Linked DNA regions of Mus musculus: all the other regions are linked to region 2. A link is a contact called in public Hi-C and HiChIP or PLAC-seq data. All regions are on one chromosome and are shown on one strand. Each heading gives the region's core, a stretch centred on a gene start, on an enhancer-like site or on the middle of the called end of the contact. The rest is flanking DNA. Distances are from core to core; before and after follow the strand shown.

Evidence for each region. Hi-C and Micro-C count contacts between places; a contact is called where the count stands out from the background. HiChIP or PLAC-seq counts read pairs in DNA pulled down with a chosen protein or histone mark.
Region 1: a contact with region 2 is called in an H3K27ac HiChIP or PLAC-seq map of embryonic stem cells, with 8 read pairs. The contact joins two enhancer-like sites. A contact is called at or near these places in 2 of 115 datasets of contacts at active chromatin or transcription factors (embryonic stem cells and extraembryonic endoderm stem cells) and 3 of 9 other capture datasets (adipose tissue, liver and pancreatic islet).
Region 3: a contact with region 2 is called in a Hi-C map of the Ba/F3 cell line, with 2.8 times the contacts expected there. The contact joins two enhancer-like sites. A contact is called at or near these places in 2 of 39 promoter capture datasets (the 3T3-L1 cell line and hippocampal neurons), 1 of 15 datasets of contacts at CTCF or cohesin (the NIH/3T3 cell line), 37 of 484 Hi-C or Micro-C datasets (the AML12 cell line, the Ba/F3 cell line, CD4 T cells and 25 more) and 2 of 115 datasets of contacts at active chromatin or transcription factors (epiblast stem cells and extraembryonic endoderm stem cells).

What each region holds. Positions count from the first base shown.
Region 1 is chr5:90,244,052-90,248,870 of GRCm38.p6, reverse strand. Ankrd17 (ankyrin repeat domain 17) reads left to right here. Exons shown (of 34, transcript NM_030886.2): 29 at 4,377-4,819. Among named protein-coding and RNA genes, the nearest start is that of Cox18, 22 kb to the right of the region's middle. Within about 2 kb of position 2,135, at least 23 of the 459 cell types and tissues checked have an H3K27ac peak or open chromatin away from gene starts, as enhancers often do. A contact at or near this core is called in embryonic stem cells and extraembryonic endoderm stem cells, where this site is marked.
Region 2 is chr5:90,381,860-90,386,392 of GRCm38.p6, reverse strand. No RefSeq gene overlaps it. Among named protein-coding and RNA genes, the nearest start is that of Gm9958, 17 kb to the right of the region's middle. Within about 2 kb of position 2,847, at least 33 of the 459 cell types and tissues checked have an H3K27ac peak or open chromatin away from gene starts, as enhancers often do. A contact at or near this core is called in the Ba/F3 cell line, the G1E-ER4 cell line, embryonic stem cells and 1 more, where this site is marked.
Region 3 is chr5:90,586,121-90,590,411 of GRCm38.p6, reverse strand. The region is part of intron 12 of Albfm1 (albumin superfamily member 1); the gene reads right to left. Among named protein-coding and RNA genes, the nearest start is that of Gm42109, 3.3 kb to the right of the region's middle. Within about 2 kb of position 1,286, at least 48 of the 459 cell types and tissues checked have an H3K27ac peak or open chromatin away from gene starts, as enhancers often do. A contact at or near this core is called in the Ba/F3 cell line and the G1E-ER4 cell line, where this site is marked.

The sequences.
Region 1 (4,819 bases), core at 886-3,385, 140 kb after region 2:
GGGCTGGCGTCACTATCTCTGTGCTCTGTAGCACTATAACCTCCAGCTGATCCACTCCCACTGTTGCTGCTGTTCTTGATGATCATCCTGTGGTACTGGCATCTCCAATAAGCTGGCTGGGGTCTTCCACTACAACTAGGTTTCACCAAAAGCCTCTCACAGGCTCTCCTTTTAGTGTCAAAGCTCAACTCTTTTGCATGACCCCTTCAGTCCTGGGCCAAACTGCATTTAGGGCTGAACCTTCACCAGTGGCCTTCCATGGACTCTCTCAGTGCCAGGCCTCAGCTGCTCATCATGATCTCTTCATGCCTTCAAAACCAGTAGCGCCTGGGTGACTCTTACACATTACCAAAAGACAGCTGCAACAGGGGAAAATACCTTGACAATCTCTGGATCACAACTTCTTTGTGCTCTCAGAAAACACTTCCCAGAAGATTTCACTTTAGTGGTGCTGGTCTCTTAATCACCTCTATTCTATTCTATTCTATTCTATTCTATTCTATTCTATTCTATTCTATTCTATTCTATTCTATTCTATTCTATTCTTGATTGATTGGTTTTTCCAGGGTTTCTCTGTGTAGCCCTGGCTGTCCTAGATCTCACTCTGTAGACCAGGCTGGCTTTGAACTCAGAAATCTGCCTGCCTCTGCCTCCCAAGTGCTGGGATTAAAGGTGTGTGCCACCCAGCTAATTTATTTTTAATTCAAGTTTTTTAAGATTTGTTATAAATACACCATTCTACCTGCATGTATGTCTGCAGTACAGAAGAGAGCACCAGATCTTATTAGAGATAGTTTTGAACCACCATGTGGTTGCTGGGAATTGAACTCAGAACCTCTGGAAGAGCAGCCACTGCTCTTAACCTCTGAGCCATCTCTCTAGCCCCCTCACCACTAATTTCTTATCTCCAGCTAACCAGCATCATTTAATCCAGTAGTCTCTTCTATTCTGGACTCTTAAAGCCAGAGCCAAATAACCAAAGTTGCTGAGTTCTGCTTTTTGCTGGGGCTGGAACATGGCCTACTCTTGTATTCTATTATATTTTCACCAGCTTTCTGTTTCCCAACTCCTTCATTGCCTAAGCTTGGCAGTCCTGGAACTTGCTCTGTAGACTGACTTTGAACTCAGAGAACTAACTTTGAACTCATAGATCTGTATGCCTCTCTCCTAAAACACTGGGATTAAAGGTGTGGTCCACCAAGCCAGGATTTAAGTTTTTGTTCACCTAGAACTTGCTCTGTTGGACCTTGAACTCACATTTTGTCTTCCTCTTCTGGGAGTAAAGGTGTGTACTTCCATGCCTGGCCCTAAACTTAGCTGGGTGGATTTTGCTCCAAGGTCACTCACTACTCCCTTAATTCATTTACTATCTGTGAACACAGGATTCAGCTCCATTTTACTTCTGAGTGCCCCTTTAATATTCCAACCATATATTTTATATTTGTCCTTTCTTCTCAGCTTGTTCCTTTTCATTAAAATGTTTTTCATAAGAGTGAACTTTAGTAACCATACAACAGAAATTACCCCAGGCTGTTTTGAGACTTCCTTTTTCAAAGGAATCTAAATCTCTTGGCCTCAGGCAGACTCCTAGGACAATGCAAAAAAAAAAAAAGTCACATTCACCAAAGAACCACAAAAACAGTCTCTAGGCCACATACTGAAATTCTCCACTAAAACCTCGTGGGTCAGATGGTCACAGTTCAAACCACTCTCAGCAACAAAGTCTTCCACATTCCTTCTAGGATGACCCATTAAGACCCACTTAAAGCATTCCAGTGCTTTCCAAATCCAAAGTCCCAAAATCTACATTCTTCCAAACAAAAACATGGTCAGGCCGATCACAGCAGTACCCCAGTCCCTGGTACCAACTTCTGTCTTAGTGTTTTACTGCTGTGAACAGACACCACGACCAAGGCAACTCTTATAAGAACAACATGTAACTGGCTTACAGGTTCAGAGGTCCATTCAGTCCATTATCATCATGGCGGGAACATGGTGGCATCCAGGCCGGCATTTGCAGGCATTGCTGGGAGTCCTGTTTCTTTATCTGAAGGCTGCTAGCAGAATACTGGCTTCTAGGCAGCTCAGTGAGGGTCATAGCCCACACCCACAGTGACACGCCTACTCCAATCAGGCCACACCTCCAAATAATGCCACTCCCTGGGCCAAGCATAAACAAACCATCACTGGCATCTCCTCAGCCTTTATGTATTTAAAAGATTATAGTTTTAGAAGAGTTGTAATACAGGTATTTAATCTCAGCAGAGGCAGGCTGACAGAACTCTAAGTTTAAGGCCAGCCTGGACTTTATAATGATTTCCAGGACAGCCAGAGCTCTGTAGGGAGACCTTATCCCCCACATACACATCCCATCCCCCAAAGTATGAGTCTTTGGGAATATTATTCTCAGGATTTTTTCTAATGAATACATTCTTATGATATGTTTTAAATAATGTTATAAAAATTTGAGATAGTTAAAAATTTGTCTAGATTCTTGAGTAATAAATTTCTTACACATTTTAAAGCAGGGAGTTATTTTCTCTCAATTACTTTATAGATTTTTGTTGTGAAATGATATCCTTAGAATTTGAACTTATTAATGTAACATAATCAGTAGTGGCAGTGTAAATATTTAACCTGAAAACTCAACAAGTGTGTCTGCTGAAATACTCCAAGAATAAAGATGACAGTTTACGACATTATAAGGATGCAAAAGCTGTACTTAAAATAGCTATAGTATAAGTACATTTTGAAAAGCGGGTTCTCAGGGTAGGGTCGGAGGAGAGATGGCCCAGCAGCTAAAAACACTGACTGCTCTTCCAGAGAACTAGGTTTCGATTCCCCTCACCCACACGGCAGCTCACAACTGTCTATAACTCCAGTTCCAGGGTATCCAGACATGCAGGCAAAACACCAATGCCCATAAAATAAAAAGTAATAAATTATTTAAGAGAGAGAGAGAGAGAGAGAGAAGGAAAGAGAGAGAGAGAAAGAAAAAGGGAGGGAGGGAGGGAAGGAAAAGTGGGTTTTCAACTGAGTGTATACTAGGACTTACAGGTTTTTTTTTCTTTAAAGTAGGGAGACATTTAATCCATTTCATTTTCACCTTTTCCTCTGCTAGATTAACTTGCAGAATCCAGAGGAAAGGCAAGTAAATACCCTTTCTGGGTCATTTGTTCTTGAGGTTTCCATATGTAAACTTAAATCGGGCGTTTTCCTGAAGAGCCAACGTTCTAGTTTGCTGTCATTGTTGTTGCTGGCATTGTTAGAATTCCTCACTTGTTTTGAGAGGTTGTCCTCCAATGCTGTTCATAGGGAAGCCATTTAGGCAGTAAACTTATCTCAGATACTAAGATCAACGACCAAATCCTCTTCCCTTGCTTAGTTGTAAAGTGTTTCATGTTTACTTGAACATTGGTGTTTTGTTTTTTGATTTTACAGTGTTAAAAATTGAATGTAAATTCTCACCAATGAGCTACAATTCCAACTTTTTTTTTTTTTTTTTTTTTTTTGTTTTTGAGACCGGGTTTCTCTGTGTAGCCCTGGCTGTCCTGGAACTCACTCTGTAGACTAGGCTGGCCTTGAACTCAGAAATCCGCCTGCCTCTGCCTCCCAAGTGCTGGGATTAAAGATGTGCGCCACCACTGCCCGGCCAATTCCAACTTTTTAATAAGATTGTTTTAAATATTCATCACCCTTTTTGAGGCAGGCTTTCTATGTAACTCTTTACTAGGCTATGTCTTAAGTGTTAAGATTAAAGTCTTGCACCAACACTCTAGGCTTACCTTCTTTTCCCCTTTTTCTTTTAAGGCCTGCTCTCAGTAAGTAACTCAGGCTGGCCTGGAACTCACAGATCATTCTTCTGCTGGTACTATTGGCATTGAGTACCAGTTCTAGTTATTGACCGTATATTTATCTTCAAAATATTATTGTAGGCCACACAAGCTTTTATGTATAATCTGTTTCCTAATGATAAATCATGTTACAATAGGAGAAATAACATTTTAGTCTAAGGAAACAATGGGAAGATTTTTTTTTCTTTAAAAATAAAATAGAGGCTGGGACAGTGGCTTAGGAGTTAAGAGCACTTACTGCTCTTATAGAAGACATGGTTTCCAACACTTACTTGGTGGCTTACAACTGTCTAAACAGTTATACATGTGGACATAATCTTTTTTTTAAGTCACTTAAGGGGTGTGTGTGTGTGTGTGTGTGTGTGTGTGTGTGTGTGTGTGTGTTTGGTTTACCTGTTTAATGTGTGTTTATACATGCATACATGTAAATGTCTACATGAGAATGATAGACTGTACTACTAGAAAGTAGTGAAATTAAGGCTAATTTGGGGGCCATTTTTTTATCTGTTGATCAACATGCAGGGGTGGCACTGAATCAACAAGACAAGCAACTCAGTTGATCAATGCTTTGATCAAGGATCCAGACAAAGAAATTGATGAACTTATTCCAAAGAATCGTTTGAAAAGCTCCACAGCAAATTCCAAAATCGGGTCCTCAGCACCTACCACCACTGCTGCTAACAGTTCCTTAATGGGGATCAAAATGACAACTGTAGCTCTGTCGTCGACATCTCAGACTGCCACTGCACTCACCGTTCCTGCCATCTCTTCTGCATCCACTCACAAAACCATTAAGAACCCTGTGAATAATGTGAGGCCTGGGTTTCCAGTTTCTCTTCCATTAGCATATCCTCCTCCACAGTTTGCACACGCTTTGCTTGCTGCTCAGACTTTCCAGCAGATCCGTCCACCACGGTTGCCCATGACCCACTTTGGAGGTACTTTCCCACCAGCTCAGTCCACTT
Region 2 (4,533 bases), core at 1,598-4,097:
TCCCTCCCTCCTTTCTTTCTGAAACCAAATGCACACAGACAGTAAGAATGAACTCAGCAGGTTGTATTTATACATAATTAAACATTCACATATACACATCTATTCATGTGGATACGTAATAATAAAGAAAATGAAGCTATCACTGAGAGTTGTGGGGATCCTGGGAGGGGTTTGAGGGAGGAAAGGGAGCGAGGGAGGGATTATGATAATATTACATTAAAACATATTGAAGATTACCATCTTAAAATATATTTATTAATATAAAATAATATAAAGTCGGGCAGTGGTGGCTTTCGCCTTTAATCCCAGCACTTGGGAGGCAGAGGCAGGCAGATTTCTGAGTTCGAGTCCAGCCTGGTCTACAGAGTGAAATCCAGGGCAGCCAGGGCTACACAGACAAACCCAGTCTCAAAAAACCAAAACCAAAACCAAACCAAACCAAACCCTTTCGGTTTTTTTGTTTGTTTGTTTCTGTTTTTTGAGACATGGTTTCTCTACATAGCCCTGGCTGTCCTAGAACTCACTTTGTAGACCAGGCTGGCCTCAAACTCAGAAATCTGCCTGCCTCTGTCTCCTGAGTGCTGGGAATAAGGGCGCCACCATGCCCAGCCTTTCTTTCTTTTTTTATTAGATATTTTCTTTATTTACATTTCAAATGTTATTCCTTTTCCTAGTTTCCCCTCTGAAAATCCCCTATCCTCTCCCCTCTCCCACTGCTCCCCAATCCACCCACTCCTGCTTCCTGTCCCTGGGGCATAGAACCTTCCCAAAGCCAAGGGCCTCTCCTCCCATTGATGGCCTACTAGGCCATCCTCTGCTACATATGCAACTAGAGACACAAGTTCTGGAGGGTAATGGTTAGTTCATATTGTTGTTCCTCCTATAGAGTTACAGACACCGTTAGCTCCTTGAGTACTTTCTCTAGCTCCTCCATTGAGGACCCTGTGCTCTGTCCAATGGATGACGGTAAGCACACACTTCTGTATTTGCCAGGCACTGGCAGAGCCTCTCAGGAAACAGGTATATCAGGCTCCTGTCAAAAAAAATCTTGTTGGCATCTGCAATAGTGTCTGGGTTTGGTGGTTGTTTATGGGATGGATCCCAAGGTGGGGCAGTCTCTGGATGGTCATTCCTTTAGTCTCTGCTCCACACTTTGTCTCTGTAACACCTTCCATGGGTATCCTGTTTCCCCTTCTAAGAAGGATCGAAGTATCCACACTTTGGTTTTCCTTCTTGAGTTTTATATGTTTTGTAAATTGTATCTTGGGTATTCTGAGCTTCTGGGCTAATATCCACTTATCAGTGAGTGCATATCATGTGTGTTCTTTTGTGGTTTGGTTACCTTACTCAAGATAATATCCTCCAGACCCATCCATTTGTCTAATAATTTCATGAATTCATTGTTTTTAATAGCTGTGTAGTACTCCATTGTGTAAATGTACCACATTTTCTGTATCCATTTCTCTGTTGAGGGACATTTGGGTTCCTTCCAGCCTCTGGCTATTATAAATAAGGCTGCTATGAACATAGTGGAGCATGTGTCCCTATTACAAGTTGGAACATCTTCTGGGTATATGCCCAGGAGTGGTACTGCTGGATCTTCTGGTAGTACTATGTGCAGTTTTCTGAGGAACAGCCAAACTGATTTCCAGAGTGGTTGTACCAGCTCGCAATCCCACCAGCAATGGAGGAATGTTCCTCTTTCTCCACATCCTTGCCAGCATCTGCTGTCACCTGAGTTTTTGATCTTAGCCATTCTGACTGGTGTGAGGTGGAATCTCAAGGGTTGTCTTGATTTGCATTTCCCTGATGATTAAGGAGGTTGAACATTTTTTTTAGGTGCTTCTCAGCCATTCCTCAGTTAAGAATTCTTTGTTTACCTCTGTACCCCATTTTAATAGGGTTATTTGGTTTTCTGGAGGGGTTTATTTTATTGTATTTGGGTTTGTTGTTGTTGTTTGTTTGTTTGTTTGTAGAGACAGGATCTTACTGTGTATCTCTGGCTGTTCTGGAGCTCACTTACATAGACACTCCAACCACTCACTCTAGGCCCTGTTCTATTTTTGGGAAAGGGGATTGGATCTTCTATTCTGATCTTTTGCTTGGTATGTTGCCTTATGTGTCAGAATCATTCTGTTTTTGTCACTATGGCTCTGTAGAATACTTTGAGATTGGGTATTGCGATCCAGTGTTTTTTTTTCTGCTTAGGATTGTGTTAGCTATTTAGAGTTTCTGTGTTTCCATGTGAGTTTTGAAATTTGTTTCTAACTCTGTGAAAAAAAAATAAATGGCATTAGGACTTTAATGGGATTTCACTGAATCTGTAGTTAGCTTTTAGCTTATTTCATTATATTAATTCTGCCTATCCATGAACAAAGGAGAGCTTCTTACCTTCTAGTGTCTTCATTAATTTTTCTTTCAACATCTTAAAGTTTTCTGTGTAAAGAACTTTCACCTCCTTGGTTAAGTTTATTTCTAGGTATTTTTTTTATAACTAATGTGAGAGAGATTTTCTTCCTTCATTTTCTTAGAAAGAAAATGGTCACAGTTATAGAGTTGATAAGTCATATGTCTTAGTCATCAATCTTACAGGGAAATTAGCTGTATAGTAAAAGTTTTATGTACCCTTTTTTCAAATCAGAAAATATAGACACAATTCCCATTGGTTTTCTTTATGCATAGTACACCACTATCTTTGATACAAGCCAGATCCTGGAGGAGATCCAAAATGACTCAAAGCAGGTATGGACATCCCTGGATACAAAGTTTCTACCGTTTGTATAGCTGCCACCACCTGGCACCACACAAGTCTCCAATGTTGATACACAGTGAGTAAGCAAGCCTTCTACTAGAAGATCAGCTGATTTCAGTATCTAGCCACAAGTCCTTAAAATGTTTTTCCTGTACCTTTCACCAGTACTTGCCTTGTTTGACAAAGTATTTCCCACTCACCACTTCTTATCATTTTCTTGCATTTCCTTTTTGCAGATCAATAGACATGTCCTCTGTCTTCCAGACTTAAGTAAGGAGCTAAGAATGGCAGCCAAGTCTTACAGAGATATCTCCAGTAGGGGGCCACCTTCCCAGGGCCACAGTGGGTAGAGAGTAAAACTACATGCAACAGTCTCCGGATCACCTTTAGAAACATGTCTGAGCTTGTCCTCTGTTCTCTTACTTTAACTGTAAGCACTCTCTCCCTTGAAGACACAACCTTCCCTCAGCCCCTTTTAAGGGCAGAACTGTGGACAGGTAAGAAAGAAGGTTTTCTCTGATGACTTTCATTTTCTTAGCAAAGCTTGAGAGGTGAGCATTTTTATAAAGTGACTGGCTAGTTGAAGCATCCATAATTTGAGCAGTATTATAGTCTATCTCTAACCAATCAGTAAGCCTTATTAACTCACTTCTACATTTTACTTGAATTCCACCACTGCTACTGACCTCCCTGCTTAGGTAATGGTCTAAGACAGCATAGTATCTTTCTTGGATCTACCAAGTTAGCCTCCAGCTAGTAGACATGTGTCCTTTGGGCTACTTCCACAGAGGCAACTAACATCTTCAAAGCACAGATCATAGCATGCTCTGAAATACATCTCCTTCCCAGTGTACCTTTCTTTGAATAAAGATAGAAATCCTTACAATACCACTCTATGACTGTCCTTTTAATTCATTTTATGGTGTGTGTGTGTGTGTGTGTGTGTGTGTGTGTGTGTGTGTGTATGTTCTGCATGCATACTTGTGCCCCTGGAAGTCAGAAGGATAGCAGATCCCTTGGAGTGGTAGTTATAGGGGGTTGTAAGCCACATGACATTAGCCCTGGGATCTGAACTGTGATCTTCTGGCAGAGCAGTAAACACTCCAACTGGTGAGCCATTCTTCTAGGCCCTCTGATTAGCCTTTGCTTGCTTCTTAGACCCACCTGGCAACATGATCTCCATAGTTCTCTGAAGTAGTGAGAATAACAACCTCTTTTCATTCTTTGGCACTGGCATGATTTAAGCTTTAGGCACATCAGGGCCCAGGCCTGATTTTGTTCACTGTTGTATCAAGTTCTAGTCCCATAATTAGTACATACATGGTAGGTTCTCAATAAGTGTCTCTTGAATACCTGAAAAATTTAGCTCACTACTCTTGAAGATGAAGAAGATGATTCAGACTCTGTGATTCCACTCACAGCAGCTACCCAGTGCTCAGGACTGTTCCTTAATCTATACAATAATGAGTTGCTTGATTTGTAAAACAGAAACTCTTCACTTTGAGGATAGATATAGATATAGATATAGATATCCTAGATTTATTGTAATAGCTCTAGCTCTTCACTAGGAATCCAGTGCCTTTGCAACCTACTCTGAATACTGAAGAGAAGCAAAAAACAAACAACAACAACAACAACAAAAAAACCCCAAGAATCAATCAAACAAACAAAAACAGTGAGCAGTGATCTGGACTTTGCCATTGCATCTATGAGAATGGTATTAATAAAGTAAAACTATATGAATAACTACTGATGAGAATCTTCATGTACGGCCCACTGAT
Region 3 (4,291 bases), core at 37-2,536, 210 kb before region 2:
CTGGCCTCGAACTCAGAAATCTGCCTGTCTCTGCCTCCCAAGTGCTGGGATTAAAGGTATGCACCACCACTGCCCGGCTCTCAATATTTTTTTTAAATCAGAATATAATATAACATAATCTTTCTTGCCAACTGTTCTGTCCATATTCAGCCTTCATTCTTAAGTAGACCTAACCGGAGTCCGTCTCCAATGAAGACAGCGTGTTTGTGTCTCTGTGCCATTTAATCTACATAATGTGGGTATATAATCCAACCAGTTTATACCACCTTTGAATGATAACTATCAGATTCTAACAAATTGACTATTCGGAGTAAGGAGCACAGAATTCTTCCCATTGCAGTTGGGTCAGCACACACACACACACACACACACACACACACACACACTCCTACTAAAGCAATTGCTTGTGGCACTGAAGTATCTGGGCCACGTACCAGGAGATGAGTCTAACCTGAGTCCCAGGCCACAGAAACAGACATACATGTGAGTGTATTTGTCAGAGAATCTGAAGCTCGTGGGAGCAGCAGGACTAGCCTGTCAGGCAGGTCCAGAGAGCCTCCTGTCTCTGCCTCTGTTGTTGCAGGTGTTTGAAGCTTCACTTAGGTTCTGTAGGTGTGCTGAAGGTGAAACTCGGGTCTCATGCTTCTACCGTAAGCACGTTAGCCCCACCCCCAGCCGTCTCTCCAGACCTAGAACTGGCTCGTCCTATAGTTGGAAATGTATACACGTTGACAAGCATTTCCTTATTTCTCTTACTCTAGTGTTACTTGGAAAACTTCAGATCATGAACCCTGGCAACCTACACCACAGGACTTCTCTGTTTCTAAGCATGATGGAGGTGGTGATGGCGATGATGGCGATGATGGGGATGATGGGGATGGTGGCGATGATGGTGATGGTGGTGGTGGTGATGGTTGTGGTGTTGATAATGGTGACGGTGGTGATGGTAGGTCCACCTGCACCCATTTTTAACTATGTTCTTCCATCAGAATCCCCTTCCCTCCTGACACCCACACGAAAAGGGTACCTCACCCCAGCTCTCTTACATATACAGGGACGGTCTTGACTATCCTAATGAAGTCTTCAGTTATAATGAAGCTTCCTCACGTACACTCCCCTCTCTCTTCTGACTCACAACTGCGAGTTCCCAAACACCTCCTCACACCTCTCAAGGGCTCTAGTCTCATCTCTGGAAATAGCTTTTTCTCCTCGCTCCAGGCTTGCTTTCCGCCGGCCCGGCAGCTAGTTCATGGATGCAGTTCTCAGAATGGCCAATAGAGGGAGGAAGAGCACAAGAGCTGAGGATGGAAGTTCACCCCGAAACAAGAAGAAATGGCCTTCCCTATGGATGATGGGCGAGAATGGGTCTCCCATCGCCCGAATTCAGGACATCTGGAAATGAGGTTCAGAACGAGAACCTCGGGGAGTCGTTACTTCTGACCACTCCGAACACAAAAGCTGCCGTTTCTGTAAGGGCGATGGGCGTGGGAGGGCTCTACTGGCTCGAAGCAGAGCTCACCCCCACTGAGGTCACACCCAGGGGTTCCTTTCGAAGCTGTTTACCTCTTCTGTCCTCTCTGCTCCTCAACCCCAGTCTCTCCCAGGCAGCCTCTGCTCCACTTGTATTCTCAATATTTCAGTTTTTTAGTTTACCTTTACATTTTTTATGTCCAATTTTGACCCTAATTACTACCAATTTGTTTCCAGGTTTTTGTTTCCACAGTTTTCAATTTTCACTAAATTATCTATCATTTCCTTTAAAGCAAATCCTTCTATTTATATGCTATTTAAAATTAACTTTCACATTAGTTTTCATACTTGCTTTCAAATAGTTTCTTCGACGGTCTAGTATCTAGTTTCTTTTTCTTTTACTAAGTACTAGGGAGTAAAGACAAGCCTTACTCGTGCTTGGGATGAACATATACTGTATACTGCGCATATACACTGAGCTATATCCCCAGACCTTTTAAAAATAATTTTTCAGATTTAGAGACAGCCTCACTACATATGTAAGTCAGACTGGCCTCACTCACTGTGTAGCCCAGGCTTGCCCAGAACTCTGCAGTCCCTCTGAATAGTTAGGACTCCAGGTTCCTTCCAGCAGGCCCAGCTTCTATTTCCTGTTAACCTGTTACTCTTCAGTTTTCCTATGCCCTCAGCTTCTGCTTCCTGCCCCTGTTTCGTGGTCTCAGAGTGAGACCTGCTTTCTCATCCCCTCGTTTCTTCATAACTAGAACGGTGCAATGATGTTACCTGCCTCGGAGACTTGCAGTGAGGATTTGATGAAGTAATAACACAGTGCTACCTAGCTGTGTCTCTTCTTCAAGGAGCAGCAAACCTTGCTTTCTAGAGTAGAAATTAACTTCTTTCTTGTATTCTCACATGGAGCCTGGGCTAATTGTCACTAAGTTACAGTAGCCTTTAGCAGAAAGATACAGTATTTAGCTTATGCTGTTTAGTGTAAATGCTATAGGCATAGATACATTTCTGTGGTCATATGCAAGTCTGCAAAGTGTTGCTCATCTCCGTTCTCTACTTTCCCTGGACTTTCAACTACAAACTAAGAATGTAACTAACAGCTTTACCTGATCGTCACATAACCATCAAGTAGAAAGAATGTGTCCATTCTTATTATAAGAGGAAGAAAAGGGAGGAGGAATGGATATATATATGCACATATTATATATTATATGCTATATTATATATTATATGTTGTGTTAATATTCTATATTATATATGCTATGTGTTGTGTTATAGGTTATAACATGCTATATATTACATATCATATGTTGTATATTATATATTATGTGTTATATACACACATATATGTTGGGGATTGGTCTGGTGCTATGTATGTAAATGTATGAATGCTAAATACTGACTCCCAAGATCTACTTGCCCTCACATGAGTCAATTCCCACATACACCAGCCTTTGTTGTATAAAGCTTGCTCTCCAATTTAAAGCTATTGGTCAAATAAAAGTGGCTATAGCTAATTACTAGGGAGAACAGAGGGAGTGGGAATTTCAGTTACTGGGCTGGACTAGGGGTAGCAGGCAGGGACCATAAGGAGAAAAGGAAAGAGGAGGAGGAGGGGGAGGAGGAGGAGGAGGAGGAGGAGGAGGAGGAGGAGGAGGAGGAGGAGGAAAGGAGGACAAGAGAGGAGGAGGCTGCCAGGAAGCTGAGGGGATCATGAGCACAGGGCACATGGGATCATGAGAAGTGGACCCTGAACAGGCTGATGGAGCAAAGCTAACCTGGAGACACACAGTCAGCAAGTCCTTGGGAAGCACAGCTGGGAACTAACAATCTTGGGTGAGAAAATTTAAATTATGTTGTAAAAATTATTTAATCCCGGCCTGAGGTTTCTATCTTGCATTAGACATCCCCGACTTGGGATTGGAGGAGAACCAATATGTTATAGTAATTATTTAAATCCAGGCCCAAGGATTCTACTCTGCCTTTATGATTCAAGTTCCCAGATGAAAGACACACACATAACCTTCATATGTATAAGCCTTAAACAACACAAGAGCTGGGCAAATATCTACCCTCTATGTTGTTAGAATCTACCTTCCTATCGATAACCCTGAGTTATTACTTACTGTGTTTCATCTTGGCTGTTCTTAACTCCAATTGTGCAGCCTACAGGGCCATTTTCTTTACTCCTAACCCTTGGCAGCTTCCCCTTCCTCCTCCTCCACTCTCTTCTGGTGAACCACAAGCCTACAAAGCCTAAACCCCGCCCATGTTTCTTCTGCCCCGCTATTGGCTGTTGGCACCTCTATTTACCAATCAGAAATAACTTGCGGGCGGGGTCACATAGCTTCATTTATTATGTGCCAACTCCAGATCTTGGGGGCTGCACACTTAGCATTACAATACACAGCAAGATCAAACCTCAACAAGATTAGGGGTAATTTTCCCAGTAATTGTACTAGAGCTGATTTTTAAAAATCCATAGGACTCTGCCTTGATTGTTGGGGGGCTGGCAGGGCCATATCAATAACTAATAATTTATTAAAATCCATATATATATATATATATATAAAATCAGTGGCTGTAACTGGAAATGTTTATGAAGAAATTATGCAGTGCATTTTGGATTGGTTTTCTAAATTTGGTGTTGGAAGGACTTAAAATTTCTCCTGTTTTCATGGTGTTATGTCTTCACAGAAAATAACTGAAATGCTTATTTACAGTACTGTTACTATCTAGGGGTATCTTACTTTCTCGTGTTATAGTAAATCACTACAAAGTCTTATCTGGTGCATAGAATCACATCTCAAGA